Linked DNA regions of Sus scrofa: region 2 is linked to region 1. A link is a contact called in public Hi-C data. All regions are on one chromosome and are shown on one strand. The core of a region is the stretch at or near the end of the contact, and the rest is flanking DNA. Distances in the headings are between cores, read along the strand shown.

The links. A called contact is a pair of places that touch in the nucleus more often than the background predicts.
Region 2: a contact with region 1 is called in a Hi-C map of alveolar macrophages, with 4 times the contacts expected there. The contact joins the enhancer-like site here to the promoter of FBXW11 in region 1. A contact is called at or near these places in 4 of 5 promoter capture datasets (fetal liver, fetal skeletal muscle, liver and 1 more), 26 of 47 Hi-C or Micro-C datasets (alveolar macrophages, blood, brain and 13 more) and 2 of 2 datasets of contacts at active chromatin or transcription factors (alveolar macrophages and skeletal muscle).

The regions. Positions count from the first base shown.
Region 1 is chr16:52,209,082-52,214,294 of Sscrofa11.1, forward strand. FBXW11 (F-box/WD repeat-containing protein 11) reads left to right here and starts at 3,320. Exons shown (of 14, transcript XM_021077115.1): 1 at 3,320-3,769. The coding sequence starts at 3,725.
Region 2 is chr16:52,287,012-52,292,267 of Sscrofa11.1, forward strand. All of the region lies in intron 2 of FBXW11 (F-box/WD repeat-containing protein 11), which reads left to right. Among named protein-coding and RNA genes, the nearest start is that of FBXW11, 77 kb to the left of the region's middle. Within about 2 kb of position 3,165, at least 18 of the 83 cell types and tissues checked have an H3K27ac peak or open chromatin away from gene starts, as enhancers often do. A contact at or near this core is called in alveolar macrophages, brain and omental adipose tissue, where this site is marked.

The DNA of each region.
Region 1 (5,213 bases), core at 2,070-4,569:
AAAATTTAAATATTAACTGGTAACAGGTATTAAGTACTAAGGGGTAAAGACAAGTCTAAAGGATACAGAAATAATCGTTACAGGGAATAGCCACTACGTATAGGGTGAGGCTGAATACTCAAGGAAGGACAATTTTGAAAGAGCCTTCTCACCTCCACTGTTAGCTTGGATTCAGACTTCACTAGAAAGAGGACAGTTATGGCCTGTTGGATGGTGAAGTGTGTGTGCGCTGAGAGAGGGATAACAGTTCTGCAGACTATTTGCTGCCGTGTGCCACCACAAGGGCAAGAAGGAAAAGAAAATATTCTGGAATGAGGAAAAGAAGACTCTTCATTTGGCTGCTTCCCTCTAGGTCTCTGTATTGACAGCAGTCAACACTGTGCCAGCTGGCAGGGGAGAAATACTTACAGGGCCCTACTCCAGTATTTCAAAGAATGGAAAAGAAGGGTGGATTTGGAACTGAGAGGCTATAAATTGATAGTAGGCACACATATGCTCTGCTGCAGAAAATCAATGTATGTGATTATAAAATGCTGACCTAGAACCCACTGGGGGTGTTACATTATATATATAGTATGTGCATCATACAGCCTTTGTACAATCGCAACAGTTCTGAATTCTGAGCATATCTGGACTTCAGGTTTTTGGTTCAGGGATTGTAGACCTGTACCAGCTTTCTTTTTTGTTAGCTATCTGTGTAGAGCTATCTGAAAAATAGAGGGAACATATGCCTCAAGGTCTTCTGCCTTTATAGATGACCAAATCTAATCACCAGCTGGCATCAAGCTTGAGTCAATAAAAATACCTGAGCACCTGAGATCTTGTTTGAGACAAGGAGAGAACAAAGTGATAAGCCTGCCTCTTCAACAGCTTGGGAACAACTTCTGTCCTATATAATAACTTTTTCATCTCACTGAGCTCCTGGAGTTTGACCCAATAATATTAGTATTTTCTCCTCTTAAGGTGGGATATGGTTTTAATAAAAGGACAGAAACCTTGAGTTATCTCCATTACAGTCCCATTGCCAAGGGTTGCAAGCTCAAATATCTATATGGATTCAGCATACAAGTTAAATGAGTAAAGACAACAGGGAGCTGTGGTAACAGTGGCAATCTATAGCGTACATGCTTTGAACAAAGAAGGTAATTGCTACTTAACTTCTGCATATTTTTGCCATGCAGATCTGATAGTCGAATAGTCTAACTTTCCAAGAGAAGTTAGAAATTCAGATTTTAAAATGTGAAACTATCAAATTTTGAAACAATAAAAAAGACAGTGCAGGATAAACAGACACATGGAGGGGTTCATATTCAGCTGTGACTCCTATCCTAATCTCAGCTGCTAGGTCCTGTGACAAGTGCTGGCCCTTAAAGGCCCTGATTACTGTTACACTGGGGGCCCCCAATGCACGACGACTCTCTGTATTCACAACCTTGTGTAGACCCTTCCACCCCGACTCTGGGCTTGGCCATATGGCTTGTTTTGGCCAGTGACACACTAACAACTGTGGTGCAACCAGAGGCTTGATAAGTATTTGCTCAACGGGGTTTGTCCTCTTGGAAGTTAGTCACCATGCAGAAGCCTGAACGGTAAAAAGTCAGGTAAAGAGAGAGGCCCTGGAGGATGAGGAAGCTGTTTTGATGAGCTCCCAGCTGACTGCAGTCTCATGAGTAATCTCGGCTTATACTACGTGGGACCAGCTGAGTCCAGTTAACCCACACAATTGCAAAGAATAAGAAAGCACTGTTATTTTAAACTTCTAAGTCTTAGAGGTAGTTTATGATGATGCAATAGGTAGCTGAAATAGAGGTCATTTATTCCAATCCCTTTATTTAACTAATGAATGTCTCAAAGCCTAGAGAGGCAAAGGGGTCTGGTGAAATTCAGACACCATGTTAGGAATAATAGCTTTTTAATTCTGTGTTCTTCCTATTGCTTTTCTTTCAATTCCCTAAGTAGAAAGCATCGGATAAGGGCCATTAAACTTAAAACTGTATTGAACAGAACTTACACTGTGTCCTGCATGCATACAAATTACTGTAGCAATTCGGTGCTTGGAAATGGAAAGACTTAGAGGTCATCTAGTCCCTTCCCTTTACAGGTGCAGAAAATGCAAAACACTTGAGAAAGAGAACAGTAGCCTTTGACATTTGGCAGCTGGCCTGATACAATCAAACAGGCAGTAATGTTACTAGATGATAGCCTGGTCCTCTTAGCTAGGCCTCGTGTTTTCTTGTTGAACCTAATTTCATAGAACATAAATGTTAGACAAAGCCATTCTATGGCCATGATAGACCAATACAAAAGCGAAACCACTCCTAATTAAATCTGAACACAGATCAAACAGGGACATTGTTCAAACCACAAAAAATGACCAAATAGCCCTTATTCTGGTAATGAGGGACTCCTGCTTCTCTACCAATCAGGACTTCAGCCTCGTCTAGTAGTCCTTCCGTCTAGATAACATTTACTGAGATGCCCAATCATAAAATTACCTCCACTTTCTGACAGCATCTTATCCAGGGTAAAGTCCCACTTTCTTAAACCCTCATCCAAATCACCTGACAACTCCTCCTGAGATGCCCCACAGTTCTTCATGGTGTGTGTTCTCTCTCTCTGCAACCAGCAATAAACCCAACCTGTTAATTCTCAGCGGGCCTTTGTCGTCTTTGGTTTGAGGTTACTGACAGACCTGATAAGGTTTATACCGAGCTGGAGGCAGAATTCACTGGGCATCTCCAGCTGTGTTCCTTCTTATGGTTAATGTCTGTCTTCCCCCTACCAGAATTACGCTGCGTGAGAAGAGAAGCCTTGTCTGTAGGGATCAGAGCTGATTCCCAGGGCCTAGGCTAGTGACGAGCAGAGGCTGGAAGTTTAAAAGATACTTTCTAAACGAATGAATAATAGGTTCTCTTTCACCTCTCAGTTCCTCCCAGTACGTGGTGCACAGAGACCACAAAACTCCTCTTTCTCAACTAAATTTCCAAACCCCTCTTGGGACGCCACTCTTGGGACGCCCATGCTCTCAGAGCCTCCTTCTCTGCCCGAGCTCTCTCGCTCGCTGGCCCCCCTCCGACACTTGAGCCCCAAGACCATCCCTTCCTAGAACCCACCTGTCGCCAACACCTCACCCTGCCACAGAGGCCAGACCAACCGTGCCGTTACTTAGGTGTCGAGCGGGCACTGCAGGCACAGACCGCGCATGTGCGGAAATCGGTCGCGCACGCAGGATCGCTGGCAAGTGAAGAGTTGCCTTGGAGTTTCCGTCCGGGTCCGGGGAGCCTCGGGCTGCCAGGAAGTCAGAAGAAACTAGCCGGAAAGAGAACCCGCGCGCAGGGCTTTCTGGGATATGTAGTAGGCGCGCACCTGAAGCCCCACCTTGAGGAAGCCCGTAATTCTTTAGGTCTGCACGTCTCTCATTCGCAGTCCCGTGCTACTTTCGGCTGAGAATTCAGCTTCGGACGGCTAGGAGAGATTGGTCTGGCGGGGTCTTCTCGTTCCCACAACGCTCTGCGGGACCCGCGGCGCCTGCCGGGAGCTGTAGTCCTCGCTCTGCGTACTGCGTTCGCCGAGGGGGAGGGCGGAGCTGCCGGCGGCCCGGGCGGGCTGGCAGCTAGAGTGGGTGCGATAGCCGCCTCCGCCTCTGCCGCCTCCGCCGTCGCCTCCTCCGCCCGGGCCGTTCGCTGCTGCGCGGGGAGAGCGAGGCGGGGCCGCCAGGGCCGCCATGGAGCCCGACTCGGTGATTGAGGACAAGACCATCGAGCTCATGGTGAGTGCGGCCCGCTGGACCGTCCGTTCTTCCGTCCGTCCGGCCCCGGGCGGGCCTGCCCATCTCAACGTCCGGCGCGAGGCCGGCCCTGGCCCTTCCCCGCTGCCTCGGCCCGAACCTGGGCCCTCCGGCCCGGCGCGCTTTACTCCGGATCCCTCGAGATCTCAGGCCGGACCTGGTCCGGCCCCCTCCATGCCCCTCGGTTTTCCTCCCTCCCTCCCTTCTCTCCTGTCTCTGGGCCCATCCCTGGAACGACCCTCGCTCGCTTGTGCTGTGGCCTTAGCTCACACTCGCTCAAGCATCTCCTTCCTCCCTTAGAAGGGGTTTTCTGTTTTTTCTTTTTCTAATTCTCCGGCCAGGCCTGCATCGCTCTTGCAAGCCCCACTCAGGCCGAGTGAGATGGTGATGGGAGGGGGTACAGAGAAGATCGACCTGGGGTCTCGGCCTCTGCGTCCTAGAAGGGGTCTCTCAGCACCCTCTTCTCAAGCCAGGGCTGTGTGGATGCCGGCATAGGCCCTACAGGGGTGGAGGTGGGGAGCTCTCGGGTTTGAGGCTGTGACCGATAAGGGGCCTCTTTCCTGGGCCCCTGTGGTGTCCGGCTTCTCGGACAAAGGGTTTCCTACCCGGCCGAGAGGGATGTTTGGATAGCGAGGCCCCAGGTACTCTGGATTCCATCTCCCAGGAAAGAGACACTGTAACTTCACGTTTTCCAGAGCCGCTCTGGGAAATTGGGGAGGGGGAAGAGGGCTTGTCCTCATCTGCGCCGCCAGTTCTTTCTTCTAGAAAAGGAGTAGGAGAGAATCCTAGGCCCCTGGGAAATCGATCACTCTTCTGTTAGAAACCTTTGGTACCCAGGCCAGACCCTCTGGCCCCACGAATCCCAACCCCCCCTCCGCCTTGGGACTTGGAGCCTAAGGTTTTTAGAAACAGGGCCACGAGAGAGTGGCTAGTAGAAACGAAGAACTTGCTCTTTGGTGGATGACTTGGTGGAAGAAATAAAATATGATAGCTATTACCTGCCAATTGGAATACTAGGGAAATCAAACTGGGCTCTGGAGAGCTGGGAGGGGAAGCTCTTTGCCTCAGCAAATGGACAGGCCCAGGCTTTCTTCCTGTGGAAATCTTGACAGTTTCTTTGTATCTCTTCTAATACAGTAACAACTTCTACTCTAAGGTTGAGAGGAAAGGTGAAAGAATCTACTTAACACAGCAAAACGTTTTCCTAGCCAGATTTTCTCCAGTGTGAAAATGTTTATTGAGTCAGTGATTCCACTGGGTAGGGTCGGTGACATCAGAGCCACTTCCCCCATTTAATGCTATAAATAATAAATGGTGACATTGAAAGTCTGTTGGATAGCTGCATGGTGTCTGTGGATGATGGTATCTGGGGAGTTGAGGTGCATGTTTTAAAAATGGAAGTACAGTAGCATAAATATGGAGGCAG
Region 2 (5,256 bases), core at 1,915-4,414, 78 kb after region 1:
TATATTCTGTGTTAGTTGGTGGCACCTACTGGCAAAGATATATCACTGCTTAGAGCCTGCTGTGCTTTTACACAGACTGACCCCATATAGCAGTCTGGGAATGATGTTGGGGAATAGGAGAGGAGTATATTGTGTTCACCAAGGCGGGCATTTCCTTTGGCCCCCGGAAGTATTTGTCCAGTGCAGTGGGAGGAGGAAGGAATCATGCCAGGCCGTGGCCCTAGTCCAGTGCTTGCCCATATGTGCTCTCATTAAAAGATTGTTAAAGGGGGCGGCCATATACAGCCAACTCCGGAAAGCTAGGTCACACTAACCCGGCTTGATTTTTAAATGATGAGATGTTACAGAGCCTCTAGTATCTTTGAAATGTGCTGTAACCTCTGGGGGTGGTTACACTCATGCAGCGCACCACGTTTGCTCAGCTTCATTAGACCCCGGGACCTTTTTTTTTCTCTGAACATCTCTTGTGTTATCTGGAATACTCTCCGGAAATGATCCTCTGGTCAGAGTAGCTTAAGAGCAGCCTTTTCCCTTTGGCATCTTCTCCTGAAGGCTTTATAAGACAGGAACAGGCATTAGATGCTTGTAGTATTTGGTTTGTTCTGAAATATAATGTATTGGGGTTGAGCCTGTCATCATGGTATCAGTGCAACTTCCTTAGGGTGGTCGTACCACATGGACCACATCATTTTGCCATAGCAGTGATTTTAAAGTAGAGACATAGGAGGTCCCATCATCATGCAGCAGAAATGAATCTGACTAGGAACCATGAGATTGTAGGGTTCGATCCCTGGCCTTGCTCTGTGGGTTAAGGATCCGGTGTTGCTGTGAGCTGTGGTGTAGGTCACAGATGGAGCTCAGATCCCGCATTGCTTGGCTGTGGCATAGGCCAGCGGCCGTAGCTCCAATTTGACCCCTAGCCTGGGAACTTCTATATGCCTGGGTGCGGCCCTAAAAAACAGCAATAAATAAATGAATAAATAAATAGAGACATATATAAAAATTACCTGGAGAACTTAAAAAGCAAAATAAAACACATCCACTCCGGCCAGCTATTTGGTCAAAGACACACTTTGCTATCTTAATACATTTGGGACCCCTTTGTGAGCTAATGAAAGCTCTGGATCTTCTTTCCGGAGGGAGGTATACACACTAACTTTTGTATATGACTTCATGATACTTAGTGCCCTCATGCACATCCCCAAGCCCGTAGATCTTTAGTAAAGAACTCCTTGTGTCAAGTTTTCCTAAATAGGAATTTAATGGCCAGCAGCACTTAGCCCAGAATTTAGCTATCTATGTACTTCATGAGTTGCTTGACCATGGTGAGAGCAGACTGACGGTATTGGAAAAAAGCACACACTGTCACAGGGGTGAAAGGAAAGACGCTTGAAGAAAAAGAAAGGCCAGACCTTTGAGATGGTGGTGATGTTTAGTATATTTTCCCAAGGAGGCAAGTTTGGGAGCTCACACCCTCAGCAGTGGCTCTCAAGGGGAGGGGGCAATTTTGTTGCCCTGCACCCCTCACCCACCCCTGCCCCTGATATGTGGCCATCTGGAGCCATCTTTGGTTATCATAGTTACTGGCATGTAGTAGGTGGAGGCCCCAGATGCTGCTAAACATCCTGCAGTGCACATAACGGCGTGCCCTTTCCCCACAACAGGGAATTCATCTCGCCCCAAATGTCAGTAGTACTGAGGACGATCTGCTCTAGAGTCTGGCTGCTTCTTCCTAGATTGTATCTTCCATTATAGTAGTATCAGAATAGGAAGATCTGCAGTTTTTATTTACATGCGATGCTTCTTGGTAGGTGTAGGTGGAAAGAGATGATGATGAGAAGAGTAGGAAGTGATGAAGCCAGGTTGCTATTTCAAAGAACCTTCCTTTCCCAGAAGTGCTGGAGACTCTCAGACTGGCTTGCCTCATGGTTTCATCCAAGAGTTTGGATGTAGGAAACCACCTTCCTTTTCTCCTGGAAGGAAGGCTTGATGTTTTTTTCTTACCGTTGATGTTTTTTTCTTACCGTGTCCTTGAACCTGTGACCTTTAGTCTCTTATACCTTTAAGGAATAAAACAGTGATTTTTGAAAAAAAACTGTGGCTCTTAGAATTTTCTATTATTGCCATCCCTTCTTACCTCCACATATAGCAGGCTGAGAAAGATGTTGGGGACTAGAGAAGGTACATACTACATTCACCAAAAGTGGGCACTTCCGCTGCCTCCCAGGACTATTTATCTGGTGAAGTGGAAGAAGGAAGGAATCATGCCAGGTTATTGCTCTAGTCCAGCATTTGCAAATACATGCTGAGCTCTTTTTTATCAAGATGTTATTATAAAAAGCGAGCGGCCACACCCAATACATTAGGGAAAGCTGCATTAAAGTAACCTCACCTGATTTTTAAATTTTGAGGAGTTCCCGTCATGGCTCAGCGGTTAATGAATCCGACTAGGAACCGTGAAGTTGCGGGTTCGATCCCTGGCCTTGCTCAGTGGGTTCAGGATCTGGCGTTGCTGTGAGCTGTGGTGTAGGTTGCAGACGCAGCTCAGATCCCATGTTGCTGTGGCTCTGATGTAGGCTGGCGGCTATAGCTCTGATTAGACCCCTAGCCTGGGAACCTCCATATACTACTGCAAGAGTGGCCCTAGAAGAGGCAAAAAGACAAAATAAATAAATAAATAAATAAATTTTGAGACATTTCAGAGCTTTTAGTATATTTTTGAAGCGGCGTGTGTGTCTGAGAGTGAAAGAGAGTGAGTGTGAGGTGGCGGGGAGAGGAGGAAGAGGGGAATGAGAGAGTGGGCCCGGGAGCATGCAGCACTTCTTCAACTGAATTTGACCCCAGGACCCTTTTTTCTCTGAACATCTCTTTTATCACCTGGAATACTCTTTGGAAACAATCCTCTGATCATTTTATCTTGAGGGCAGCATTTTCCCTCTGGCATCTTCTGAAGGCTTTATAAGAGAAGTTAAAAAAATATACATGATGAGGGAGCTATTCCATCACTCACAGGGCTCTCTTAAATACAGTTTTATTAAATCGTATGTCTTTATCCCCTTTTGTCAAGCCTTCAGAGAATTGTTGCTATTTTTATCCGAGGGACTGTTTCCTTCTCCACTATGTAAATTAACACCACGTCTCTGTTTGGGGATGACAGGAAGGAAGAATGAAATTTTCTTACTGGAAAGACAGCTGTTTCTTGTGTAGTCTGCAGGAACTTCTGATGTTTTGTTGTTTGTTTCCTCTCGGAGTGAGGAACGTATTGAGGTAGCTTCTGTCAGAGTAGCTCTGGTGGGTTCAGGCTCCTGCGTTTTGAAAGTTTTTAGTTCAAAGCAGTGTTCACATATGCCTCCTTCACACATTCCCTGGGCTGCCTGGAGATGTGGGAGCGGGGACTGACTTCCCATCCATCATCCACTTGGCACGCTCACCTGTTCATGTTGCCAGCCATTCTTTCTTCTTACCCCTCTCTCAGAGCCCAGGATGTTGTGACGTTGCAAGCGTGGCTCTGTAATGACCAGTAGACCCAGATGATACACTGAGTCTCTGTTCCCACTTTGTTCATTCCCCCAAGGAAAGCTGCCAGTGTTCTTAATCCCGAAGTCCTTCAGGAGAGCAGTAAAAGGAATTACGTGGAGGGAGAAGTACTGTGTTTGTTTTCCTCTGCTTCACCCCCTTTTCTCATGTAGGATCATTTACTGCCACCCCCACTCTAGGCCTGCTTGGGACACTTGGACACACTGCCTGCCTCTCCAGCTCATGGCTTCCTTTAACCTGTGGAGCCCTGCCCTCCTGCCCAGCCCCCTTCCCCATGGCAGCCTTCAGTGCTGTAGGGCTTGCACGGGTTTATTGAGGAAGCCAGTGGGTTTTCCCTATTAGGCAACCATCTGGAGCCATTCTGTCAGAGTCTGAGGTTAGAAAAGCTTGAGAAGATAATACTTGGTGGGGGCGGGGGGGAAGGAGCTACTTCAAAGCAGGGCATGAACAGAGTTTTGAATACCCTTGTACACCAGGCCCTGTGCCCGTAGTCTCAGTCCCCACAACAACTCTGTGTGGTTTGTATTTGTCCAGGGGCAGAACACCTTGCTCAGGATCACTCACACGCATCGAAAGAGTGGCTGCATCTAGATACCAACTTCTTTCTTGGGTTTCAAAGCCTTGGGCTTTCCTGCGACATCATTCTCTCCTCCGTCTCTGATCAGAGCCTGCGGTGTCAGCTGCAGAGCGCTAGTATTCAGTGGTGATTCTTCTTGCCACTACCTACATTGGGTATTTTCAAATGGATTGTTTGGAAAATTTGAGAGATAGGCTTATCCCCTACAGGCAGTAAACAGACTCCTATAAACACTGATAACTTAAGCCGATCTAAAGGGCCTTTTAAACTAATACTGTGGGACAAATGTTGTACTTTAAATTTTGTACCCCCATCTTGGAATTTTAGATTTGGGAAGGAATCTCAGAGAGACTGCTGTTCATAAATGAGTTGTTATTCCTTTCAGAGCACAACTCTCCCACTTCCCCTTCTCATTAAGTTTCCATTTAGCTATTAGGTAGGAGCTTCAAAAGGGAAAATCCAATCATGTATAATCTCCAGTTAATGGGCATCTATTGAGCGACTAGGTCACCAGAAAGAATAATTACACAGTGCCTCTTTGTGCAGTAAACACAGAAATCAAAAGCTAATGCATTCCCAAGGCAAGCCAGATTGTTACTGGCTAACAGCATCCTCCTCTTAAGGTAAAAGGTTGGGGCACCCACCATGCCTGCTAGGGGAGATTGCAAAGCCATTCCAGGGAAGCAAGGCTATCAAGGGAGGAAAGAGAAAGGCAGGGGGGCTTCAAGGGCTTTGTCACTTCTAATTGCTGATGACTGGGGTGGATTATTGAATAGCAGACATTCTAGTAAATGTTTTGTGTGATCATCAGGAACTTAGTGGGTCTCTGGGGCTGCTTTCCCCACAAGTTAAAAGAATAACAGGGATGATTGAGGTAGAGCCTCAGCCCCACTCCCATAATTTAGGCTGTTTTCTAAGTACACGCAGCCTTCATAAATAAAGACTTGATGCTTACTTTTATCCAACCACTAACTATATTGATTTATGAAAGATGAATACAGCCCTGTTGACCCAAAATGGCATGTGTTAGCCACAAGCCAAATAGCTCTTGGGTTGGTTGTTGGTACACTCTAGTTTGGGTTTTCAAAATTATATTTTGGTGTAGTTATTTAGGATTTGCAAAAGTCGGCATAATTCAAATA